Regions from separate parts of the Mus musculus genome. Here region 1 is linked to region 2. A link is a contact called in public promoter capture Hi-C data. All regions are on one chromosome and are shown on one strand. Each heading gives the region's core, a stretch centred on a gene start, on an enhancer-like site or on the middle of the called end of the contact. The rest is flanking DNA. Distances are from core to core; before and after follow the strand shown.

Region 1 (5,754 bases), core at 344-2,843, 200 kb after region 2:
TATATCTTAGACCTGGGAAGTTGCAGCCATCGATGGAAGAGTTACGTTAGATCCGTAATGGATGAGAGAGAGGACCAATCTACAGTCTTCTCAGTAGACTACATTACCTACAATTTTTATTTGTATTTGTATATGTTAACATAATTAATTTTATTGGGATATTTTCGTTCATGTATTTGACATATTGTGGTAATATCCATGCCCCAGTTGCCTTCTCTTGCCCCACTTTCACCCCCATGGACCCCTTCTACTTTAATGGCCCTGTTTGGTATGTGTGACCCCATTAAGTATTAAGGCTGCTTACATAAACATGGGTAAAGGTTATTTTATGGGAGCATGGGCTCCTTCCCGCTGGATACACCACTAAAGAACACGCTTCTCCTTACCCCATCAACTCCTCTCCACTATGGATGTTTTAGTATTTTTGCTAATTCTCTGGGAATTTTATAGTGTACTTCAATCATATTTACCCCCAACTCTTCCCTCTAACTTCTCCCAGGTCCACATTCCCTTCTTAATATACCCCTAACTTTGTGTATATCATCCTTTTTTTTTTTTTTTTAATAACCCATTCACTGCAATTTGTGCTGCCCATCTATATACTCCTGGGTGTGAGGCATTACCAGAGTATGGTCATGTTACCAGGAGCCACATCCTTTAATAAAATCCTCTCCCTCCCCCAGAAACCATCATCTGTTCACAACTCCTCAGTTAGGAGTGGGTACCTGTGCTACACCGGTGAATGGCTGGATTTGTACAGGCAGCTCCAGCTGCTGGGAGCACATGACTGATAGGACTCAGAAGAGAGCATTTTGCTCTCTTCGCCTTGATCTCTGGCTCTTGGAGCCTTCCATTCCATCATCGACGGTGATCCTGGACCTACTAGAGGGGGTGTGATATAGATGTGTTCCATATGTGGCTGAGCACTCCACTGACCCTGATTCTCTGTGCTTGACCAAGTGTGAGTTCCTTCTCTGATGAGGTGTGAGAGCTACAGTAGGCCATGGTTGAGAGATACAGATCTGTAGGGCAGTTTGACATTAAATTCATTGAGCTGGACAGTAGTAGTAGGTTCATTCCTGGGACCTCTGAGCTTTTCAACCTTCGGTTCTAGGCCAGATTTGCAGTACTAGACATGTGTTTCCATCTGTGCAGCAGGCCTTTATAAACAAGCAGAAAGTAGTTACCATTCATATTCATGACACTACTGTAGCCATGGGAACCTAATTTTTAAAAACACAATCTCCTCTCACTGAATCTGGAGTTCATTATGTTTCACTACACTGGCTAGCCACCCAACCCTCTGTCTCTACATGAACACATGTATGCGCAAGTGCACACACACACAAAAACACACGCACTATTTGGGGACGCAGGCACACAACTATGCTCAGCTTTTATATTGGTGCTGGGGTCTCTGAACTCAGGTTCTTGTGTTTGCTTAACAAGCACTTTTTCTCCAGACCCTCAGAGATTTTTTTTTGGAGAGGTAAATGTAACCAGCTGTGGTGACTTCAGATGTGATCAAGTGATACACTCTGATCTTGGTTTCAATGCATAGAATTTAAATTATGGTTTGGAACTAATACTAACAAGCATAAAGACTGAATGTCAGCTTTAATAAAGCTTAGCTTCCTCAGAGACTGTATTTTATCTACATGTTAGCCTGTACTGCTTGTTCTGATTGGAGCACCATGGCCCCCTAGTGGACACCCCCTGGGACCTTTTTCATCTCAGGAAGTCTTAGCATGATTTTTGTTTTTATGTTTTTCTCTGAGTTCATTTGCACATCAGAGGCATTTGATTCTATCCTTCTGTAAGTTATTAAATCCTTCCCATGTTGGTTTCCAGGTCATAATTTTTAGCCTCATGCTTAGGAAGAGGACAGTTGTGCTTGTTCTCATGCTGTGATAAACACCGTAGCCAGAAGCAACTTGTAGAGAAAAGGGTTCATTTCATCTTACAGATTCCAGGTCACTCCCTCAGAGCAAAGTCAAAGCAGGAACTCAAGACAGGAACCAGAGGCGGAGCTGAAACAGGCCATGTGCATTGTCTTCGTGGCTTGCTCAGCTTGCTCACTTGCATGCTTTTCTCTCTCTCTTTCTCTTCCTTCCCTTCCCTTCCCCCTTCCCTTCCCCCTTCCCTTCCCCCTTCCCCCTTCCCTTCCCCCTTCCCTTCCCCCTTCCCTTCCCCCTTCCCTTCCCCCTTCCCTTCCCCCTTCCCTTCCCCCTTCCCTTCCTTTTATTTCTGTGTGTGTGTGTTTGCCTATGTGTGTATACCAGGCACATGCAGCATCCTTAGGGGCCTGAAGAGGGTGTCAGATCCCCTAGAATTGGAGACAGTTGGGAGCTACCCAGTGTGGCTGCTCGTGTGATCTGGGTTCTTTGTAAGAACAGCAATCAGTCTTGACCATTGGCATCTCTCTGGTCCTTCAGCATGCTTTCTTATACTATCCAGGACCACCCGTCCTGAGGTGGCATTGCTCTCCCACATCAATAATCACTAATCAAAGAAATTTCATTAAGGGTTGCCTAGAAGCCAATGTGCTGGAGGCTTGACACTGTAGCTTATGTCAAGTTGACAGGAATAAACCCAAGGCTGCTCACTCCTGATTAACTGGATTGTCACTGTATTCCATCTGGGACCATAGTAATGTTAATTCTTTATTTCAGAGCCATCATCAATCACTTTAATCCCAAAATTGAGTCCTATGCTGCTGTGAATCACATATCTCAACTGTCGGAGGAACAGGTAAGCCACTGCTCTCCCCAGAATGACCTTGCTGGTGGGAAGGATCAGGAAGCTCTTTCTAGTAATGGGACTCTGTTACTAAGCTTTGAGCAAAGGAAGGAGTAGGATGGTCAAACCAGGCTGGTGAGAAGAGTTGGTGCAAGATTGCTTGCTGCTTCTTTAAACCTAGTAAACCCTCCTTCCCTTGTGCCATCTGAAGGGTTTGTTTAGTTGTACAAAGTATGAGCTGAAGCTTCATGGGTCGCTGTCTTAGAGCAGGTGATGGGACATCCATTGTCACGCTCTCAGGCACAGGGATTGTGATTTCTGAAAGTCAGACATGTCCACATGATGGTGCATACCTGTAATCGCAGCACTTGGAAGGTAAAAGCAGGAGTTAGAGGTGTCCTTGGTTATGCAGTGAGTCCAGCAACAGCCTGTACTGCATGCCACCCTGTCTTAAAACTCCAACAAACCAAACAAAAGTAAGACCTGATAACTTAGAAATGAACATAAATTCCAGCCACATGAAAACCTTGAGTTCAGCTTAACATGAAGGCATTTGGCTCATTAGAGCATGAGCTTTAATTGAGAGCTCATTGAGATGGGTTTTCATTAGTGATTGTGTTCTCTTTGCCTTGAACAGTTATTTCTGGGCAGGTTTGAGTTGAGGATGCAGATAGCTTTGTACATTTGTCTTCTTGAGGCTGGTCTGATTTCCCCTTCTCAGTTAGCACTTGTGCTCAGCTCTACACCATGTAAAAGTACAGATGGGATTCAGCCTGGCATGGAGTTGAACCCTGCTTCATCTGAGTTCTCTCTCTCTCTCTCTCTCTCTCTCTCTCTCTCTCTCTCTCTCTCTCTGTCTAAATAAGAGTCTTTATTAGAGTATAGCTTGATAAGTGTATAGCTTTATATAAATCTGCTGCTACAAAGAAAAAAAGACATAAAGCCAGGCTCATATAGCCTATGTTGGGTGTATGATTTTAGCTCATGTATATGGCTAAATTCCCTGTGTAGCTGAGGATGACCTTTCAGCTCCTGGCCCCCTCCTATACCTCCCAGTGCAGGAATGCCCCACCTTGCTCTTTCATTTGGGCTTTCGAGTCTTACACGCTGCTGAGGTGATGTCTTATTTGGGTAAAGCGCTCGCTGCCCAAGCATGGGAGCCTGAGCTCAGCCCCCAGCGCACACATACAAAAGCGAGGCGTGCCTGTAACTCCAACATCAAAAAGGCAGAGGTGTGTGGGTTCTCGGAGCCTGCTAGCTAGGCAGTCTAGTTAAACAGGTGACCTCTAAGTTCAGTGAAAGACCCCGACATACACATACACACACCACATACATACACACACACACACACACACACACACACACACACACACACACACACACACACACACGTACTTACATACCTGAATCTCCTTTTTTGCATTTCATCCTTCTAAGTTGGAAAAGCCAAGGAATAAATTCCAAACCTTGTATTTTCTGGTCTCCTTTTCTTGCCAGTGCATCCTTGTAGCACTTCTGAGTTTCTTAACTGACAGGACCAGCTAGCAGCTATTTTGTGACCATGTGTTCCAATGTTCTTGAAAGGTATTCAGTTCACCCAGTGAGGCAGCAGGCAAGCTTTTTTTTTAACAGAGCCTTCTCAGTTCTCCCTCCAGCAGCTCTCTGCAGCCAGGTGAATGGAACTCTATTGATCGATCTGTCAGTTGTTTCCTATTCAATATTTGTTCTCTTTTGTGACGCCAGCTGTGTGACTCCATCCTCACACTTAAAAAGCTGCCTTTATGAGTGGCTTTCATTCTCTTTTTCCTCTGCCTGTGGAGCAGAGCAGATTCCTGTTCTTTGCTGTTGGAGCTGTCTGTGTCATTTTCCTGCAGAACGCCTGTGTATTCTGTTCTGTGTGTTAGGGAAGGAGATGGTCCTCCTACCACTGTAAGCTTTGGGCAGCCTGAAAGCCATGCAGCAGCTTGGGAGGACAGCTGACATCGTTCTCCAGAGGTAGCAGCCACCAGCCAATGATAATTTAAAACAAAACAAAGCAAAACAAGACAAAAAACAAAAAAAACAAAACAAAACAAAAACCATGTGGTGCATGAGAAAAATCAGAAAAGGGAAAATTGACAAGCTGTCTCCTCATCCTCTTTCACCTCCACTCAAGGTTTAAAGTGATGCTAAAAAGTGGTCCTTGGATCCACAAGCCAGAATCGAGGAAAGGAACTCAGGTTACTCACCCATAGGGAAGAGGGCTGGGGATGGATAGGTGCCTGTGAGTGCTTATCTAGCATTCATTCCCCAGCACAGCCAACAGGAGGGGTCCTCGGTGATCTATTTACTGTGTGACAGTTACATGCTGTGACAGAACGCAGGGCAGTGAGGGTCACTGGTGACAAGTCCACGTGGAATCTCTGCAGTCCTGGTTATTGTGCGCTTGCTCGCTAGCTAGCTCGCTCGCTCGCTCGCTTCCTGTAACAGTACTGTTACCCCAGCACTCTGCTCTCAGAATGGTGGTTTCTCTTCCCCAACTGCCTCTGAAGGCTTCTAAATGAAGGCCCTTTTCCTCCCCCTCCCCCTTCTCCCTCCCTCTTCCTCTGTAGCAACAGCAAGTGAACTTGTTTTTTATCAGGTTAGAGTTATTTGACTACCTTGCCTGTCTCCAACACGTGGAGTACTTCTCTCCTGTTACTTATGAACTTTAATCCTAATGTCACAAAGTCAAAAGGATTTCCAGCTTCCCAAAGAGCTGGCTTTCAGGGCAGTGAGGCCCTGCAGCTGTTAGCAGCTACATTAGTAGAGAGGGGGGGTCGGGGGCAAAACAAAACAGGATTTTAATCTTTAGTAGATTCTAAAATACTTCTAAGATAAAACCTAAAGCCTGTTAATAGGCATTAGCTGGGGTTTATGGCATTTAGTAAGTTAGGCAGACAGGACAGGCTCTTTGTTAGCTCTGCCTGCCAGCTTTCCATTTTGTTCCTAGAAAAGATTTGTGAATTCTTTTTTGGGTGATGGAAACAGGGTTTT
Region 2 (5,763 bases), core at 1,168-3,667:
CCTTGGGGCTCCACAGAGGTCAGGGTCAGCCAGCCTAGCCTAATCTGGGAGCCCTACAGCTCACTGTGTGATACTGGATTGTGTGGAAATTAAGATGGTTCCTGAGGAAGTACGCCAGAGGTTGACCTCTGACCTCTGCATGCACACATGAAACTATGCACAGATGTGGGCAGGCATCATTCACACCCAAATGTACAATGTCCTTATAAAGGAGACCACAGGTGTGAACACCCAGCACAGAGCCAGGTCCTTGTTCACTCCTGCAGTTTTATTTTTGTCTCCTTCCTTGCACCTATCTCCACCTCATCTCCGTCCTTGTATTTCACCTTCTACACCTCCAACGTAGAAGAATCTCTCATTCAAAAGGAAGGAAGACCTCTGTGGGGTATGAGAAAATCCCCACAGTCCACCAGGTAGGTGATCGGAATCACCTTGGAATCTGGTCTAGCTAGTTGTTTGGAATGAGTGGCCTTAGGGGCAAGTGGTCCCAGGACTGGGAGAAGGCACATTCACATTCATGGATGATAGAGATTAGGAGTCAAAAGGCTGAAAGATATCCCCCTTCCTCTGTATCAACTCACATTCAGCACCCTCTTGTCATCCTTGAAATAATCTTTACCAAAAAAAAAAAAAGGCATACTTGTACTAATGTCTAACCAGTAGTACTACATGGGGAGAGAGGCTATGCGGGGTACACATTGTCTGGTTCATATCTCATCCAGCTAATTACAGACGGTAAAGCTCAGGGTGGGGCTGTCGGCTGTCATACAGCTCAAGAGGGGTTGTGCAGGGATTCAAATCTGAGCATCCAGAACTCGGGGCTATTTGTTGCCTTAGGTCCTTAGGTCCTCTCCACTCCCTCTAGTGCTGACCTCTGAAAGAAAGTGGAAAGGAGATGGACTCTGGCAGAGGATGCTGCCAAGGAAATGCTGGTGTGTGGATGTCTTTTTTTTTTTTTTTTTGTCAAGTCCTTCTATGCCCTTGGTGGGGACGGGGACGACGGCAGGCGGCGTAATCCCGAGGAGCTCCCCATATTCTAAACACTGGGGGAGGGGTATTCTCATTCCTAGGCACGCCCTCCTTTCAATCATCAGACTCTACTACCATGGTCTCTTGCTCCTTAGCCAAAAAACAAAAACAAAAAAAAACAAAAAAAACCCCTAAGGTTGGGATATGTGGTCTCATGGCACCTTAACCTCCACCTTTGTAACTCTCCCCTGGACAGTCAAGCCAGCTGTGCAAACTCCTAAATCGGGGTAGGGAAATCAAACACCTTTTTCAAACAATCCCCATTTTAGCAACAAAGGGAAGAGGGAAGCCAGTGTAACCAGTCTAGTTCAGATACCTTAGACAGGGAATACCAGCCCCCAGAATCTACCCAGGGAATACACCACGAAGCTTAAGAGAAGCTAAGGCTTGGGGGACACCCCCCCCCCGAACTCCTTCTAGCAGCTCCCCTCCTCCCTGCTAATAGGTATTTCCTGTTTATGAGGCAGCTAGGGCTGGGCTTTGGAGAAGGGATGGAAGAGTTCTTCCCTTCCATGGGTTGGGTTGAGGAGTCCTTGAGGACTGCCTGAAGGTTGGGAGGGTTCTCCCTTTGGAAGATAGACTGACTGTCCAGGATGCCCCACCCCCAACCCTCCCCGCGGCCTCTGCCCCTATGGGTAGGGGGCACTGAAGGAGTAGGTTTCCTGTTCTCCACCTCCAAAACAGGGAGCTGCTTCCAGGGGGCGGAGGATGGGGGTGGGTGGGTAGAAGGCTCCAGGGCTGGAAGAAGAAAGTGGGGGAAGGGAAGTGTCTTAACTGGTGCGTCAGAGCCTGCAAGAGGAAAGGATGGCTTTGGTAGTGCTCCCCCCCTTCCCAGCCTAATGGTCATACCACAGCCCTTGTGTCCCCTTGCAAAATGCGGACCTCAGGCCCTTAGGCGGGGGAGGGTGGGGTCCCTTCTTAATTAACCCTTTTAGCTCTAGTCCCAACTGGTTTAGCAGGCATGGTCTGGTTAATTTAGAAAGGGGATGAGTCTAGGGGTTGCTCTGAGAATTAGGAGAGTGCTCCTTTTCCCACCCAGCTTCGGGTGGAGCGCGCCACACAGGGTCTCCGCAAAGAGCACAGGCAGGGGTCAGCGCCCCATCCCTCCCGGGGGTGGAGAGAGGGTACACCTCACTACCCACCCAGGCTCCGCCTCCCCCAATCCCCGCTCCCGCTCAGCCACGCTCCCAACCCCGCGCACCCGGAGGACGGACGCCGAGCGTGAGGCTTCGCCTCCTCCCGCTCCCCGGCGCCCGCCCTCGCCGGGGTCTCTGCCTCCGTCTCGTTTTTTAAGAGCTGCGTCACACGCATGCCGTTCCCGGGAGCGCTCCCTGCCCCTCGCCGCGCGGCGCACGCACGTCGCCGCTCGCGCCGCGCTCGCCCGGGTCACTTTGACACGGCTCTCCCCTCCCACTACCAGGACAATTAGCATATTAATAAAGCCCGGCCCAGCCCGACTCTGGCCGGAGAGCCGGCGCTTGCGAGAGGGAGAGGACGCGCGAACGAACGGGAGCGAGCGCGAGGGCGGCGGCGGGGAGGGCGGCGGGAGCGCACAGACACGCACACGCACACGCGCACACACGGACACACACTCCGGGGACGCACACCCGCGCGTACACACGCAGAGGCAGCTCGCCTTCCTGCCTGGCTTCCTTCCTGTCTGCTCCGCGCCTGACAGGCCCCTCGCTGCAGGCAGGGGCGGCCCGCACCGGGCAGAGGCCGGGCCGGGCCGGCGGCGCGGGCATCGGGGGCCGCGGGCGGCGGCAGCGGCTCATGCCCGGCCTGTCCCTGCGAGGGGCGGGCATCGTGACTCGGCTGGGCCCCCAGCGGCGGGCGATGTGAAGATGTCAGTGGGCTGTGCCTGTCCTGGTGAGTGGGTCTCGAGGCCGCCTGGCCCCTCCCTCCCTTTCGGCCCCCTAACCCCTGGTTTGGAGAGGATTTGTATGTGGGGGGCATCGAAGGCATGGTGGGGGTCGGGGGCTGTATAGAGTTAGAGGGGCCTCGATCGGGGCCGGGTTTTCTCATCTGTATAAATACGCAGCAGCCCAGCGGCACGGGAAGGGGGTGCTAAGGATGGCTTGTAATTTTTTTTTGAGGGGGGGGAGGCTAACTGGGGAGGGATGGGGGGGGACTGAAATTCCCAGAATTCCAGGGTGTTAGCCAATCAGAAGTGACTTTGGACTTTTGACCCCCCCCTCAGGTCATCGTAGAGTTCTGATTGGCTGATTTGGGTTTCCCCCCCTTCCCTGCTGTTTATTGCCTCTTACATATTTTGTGACATTCCCCCCCTCGGGCTGTTTCTTAGGATGCTGTTTGGGGGAGGAGTTGATTGGAGCCCATCTTACCCCCCTTTAACTTTTCCTGTCTGTTGCCAGGGTAGGTTGGCCCTCCTGAGGGACAAAAAGCACTCCTAGGGGGTGTCAGATAATTGGGCCCTTGGGTCTGCTATCTCAGTCTTCGTGGGAGGGGGAGTGTAGCAGTTCCAGGTAGGCCGTGAAGTTAAGAGTGGTTTGCAGATTCGAGTTGGGGGAGCAATGCTTGACACCCCCCCCCCAGTGAAAACTTGAGGACTCAAATTCAAATCACAACCCTCTCTAACAGGTATCAGAGCTTGCCAGGGAACACCTGTGTCTGAGAGTGCCTTGAGATTTTTCTTGTACGGTCGGGGTATAAGGCCACAAGTGCTAGGAGGGAACAGTTGAGCCATGTGATGGGAGAGGTTAGTCTAAAGAGAATCCCAGAATATAGTCGGTCCCCTTCCTTATAACTCTGTGTCCTCAAACTGGCCTTCCTTCCAGGATGGAGGCAGCTTTCTCTAGAAAGTCAGTGGTCAGTGTCCTGGGTCTAGCCTGGCTGGATCTCTTGCCCCTCTGTATGTCCTGTATTCTGAGAAGCCTAAACTTCAGAACTAGGAGCCCCCCCCCCCCCGCCGTATCCCCGCACCCCAACATTCATACAAATACACAATCCCCCCAGGGAAGCTGCTAGTGCAGAATCTTCTTTGGAAATCACGTGACTCTGGCCAAGTTGGACTGGGTTGGGCCCACACTTCAAGTGGCTGCTGTGGCTGACATTTTAGGGGCATAGGGCCCAGGAGGAGGAAAGCCTGAGGATCCTGGACTATCCGGGTGTGGGAATCCCTGGCTCCTGCTGCAGAGGGTGGAGAAGAGGAGGAGAGAAGAGCTTGCCAAGCTGGAATCCTGCCTAGCTTCATAGCCTTCCCACCAATTTGACTTGTGTGTTTGTGTATGTGTTTTCGCTTTTACAATTTGGCCAATGCTAGACAAGGTAGTTCATGCTCTTAGCCCACCGGTGGGTCATTTCCCTACAACGTGATGTATGAAGACCCAAAGTAAGGCAGGGCTTTAAACAAGCTAGTGGGCTGAAACTTATTTATTTTTTTCCCCTCGAAGACAGGGCTTCTCTGTGTAACAATCCTGGTTATCCTGGAACTTGCTCTGTAGACCAGGAACTGCAGGGCTCGAACTCAGAGATCCACCTGCCTCTGCCTCCTGAGTGCTGGGACTCAAGGCATGCGCCAACCACCACCTGGCCGAAACTTAAATTTTTATTCGTAGAGGTTTTATATGGAGAAGTTGCCAGGCTGGGGGAAGATGGGAGATTGGTCCTGGAATTGGGGCAACTACCTGCATGCATTAGTGGGAAGAGTCTTTGTGGCTGATATGGAGACAGGAAGAGGACCCATGCACAGAAGTGTGTGTGTAGGAGGACCCAAAACTCACGGTCTGTCTGTATGTCTGATAGCTTGGCAGAGGGAGAGAGAGGGAGAGGGAGGAAGGAAGGAGAAGAGAGGAGGGGGGGGAAGGATGGCTGAGAGAGTCTTTTTCTTGATTATGAAGAAGTCTGACAGACTGGTGTCTTGTTGAATGGATGGACATTAGACTTCAAGAGGAGACCACGTGGGAAAGGGCTTAAAGAGAGGCCTGGGGGTGGAGAATGGTAGGAGTTGGGGTGAGGAGGGGAGGACCAGGCTTGCACGAATGGGTGAATGGGTTAAGAAGAGCACATGTTTCACTCGACCAAGGGCATTCTGGCAGCATACAGCAGGTTATGTCTGAGGCCCACCACCACCCTGAGCGCTGAGCAGTCCTGGGGCCTAGGCGCTCTGGCAGGCTGTCTGCCTGTCTGCCTGCCTGCCTGCTTGCCTGCCTGAGTCTCTCCTTTGTGCTCTGCTGTCTCTGGGCTCCTCCTCCTCCCCCAGCCCGACAGAGAGACAGCACATGCCCCACACATGTGACTGAGGGAAGCCAGAGCACACGCAGCCACACAAATGCACACGCAGAAACACCACAAGGTTCACATGCACACACCCCTCCAGGCCCCCCCGCCCCCCCCCCCCCCCGTCGCGCCCCTACGATGAAGAACATCTTGGGGCTTAACTGACTAGAAGACCAGGACAAGCCTTTCTAAGGAGCATCAGTCTCCCGGGGCAGGATGCTGAGGGGCTGAGACCTGTCTAGGGCAGCTTGTAGCTCAGAAGGGTTAAGGCAGGGAGAAGGAGGGGGAGGGGAGGAGGCAGCAGTGGTGGCGGCTGGGAGCCAGGAGAGGAGGATGGCAGAGCGCCAGGCCAACGGGAGGCCGGGCACAGACAAAGGAAGGGGGGCAGGCACACTGGAGGCCTGGGTCAGGGGCCCGGGCAGGGGGCAGTGCTGGTACCTCATACTGTGGGCTGCTTTTCTTTGAGCCCCCACCTCTAGAAGTACTCATAGGCCT

The links. Promoter capture Hi-C pulls out the DNA fragments that hold promoters and counts their contacts.
Region 1: a promoter capture Hi-C map of cranial neural crest shows a contact between it and region 2. The contact joins the enhancer-like site here to the promoter of Ldb1 in region 2. A contact is called at or near these places in 1 of 39 promoter capture datasets (cranial neural crest), 1 of 484 Hi-C or Micro-C datasets (B cells), 3 of 115 datasets of contacts at active chromatin or transcription factors (bone marrow-derived macrophages, epiblast stem cells and fetal liver) and 3 of 9 other capture datasets (adipose tissue, liver and macrophages).

Annotation. Positions count from the first base shown.
Region 1 is chr19:45,843,105-45,848,858 of GRCm38.p6, reverse strand. It overlaps Armh3 (armadillo-like helical domain containing 3), which reads left to right. Exons shown (of 26, transcript NM_198296.2): 24 at 2,673-2,751. Among named protein-coding and RNA genes, the nearest start is that of Kcnip2, 30 kb to the right of the region's middle. Within about 2 kb of position 1,593, at least 15 of the 459 cell types and tissues checked have an H3K27ac peak or open chromatin away from gene starts, as enhancers often do.
Region 2 is chr19:46,041,965-46,047,727 of GRCm38.p6, reverse strand. Ldb1 (LIM domain binding 1) reads left to right here and starts at 2,417. Exons shown (of 11, transcript NM_001113408.2): 1 at 2,417-2,898. The coding sequence starts at 2,874.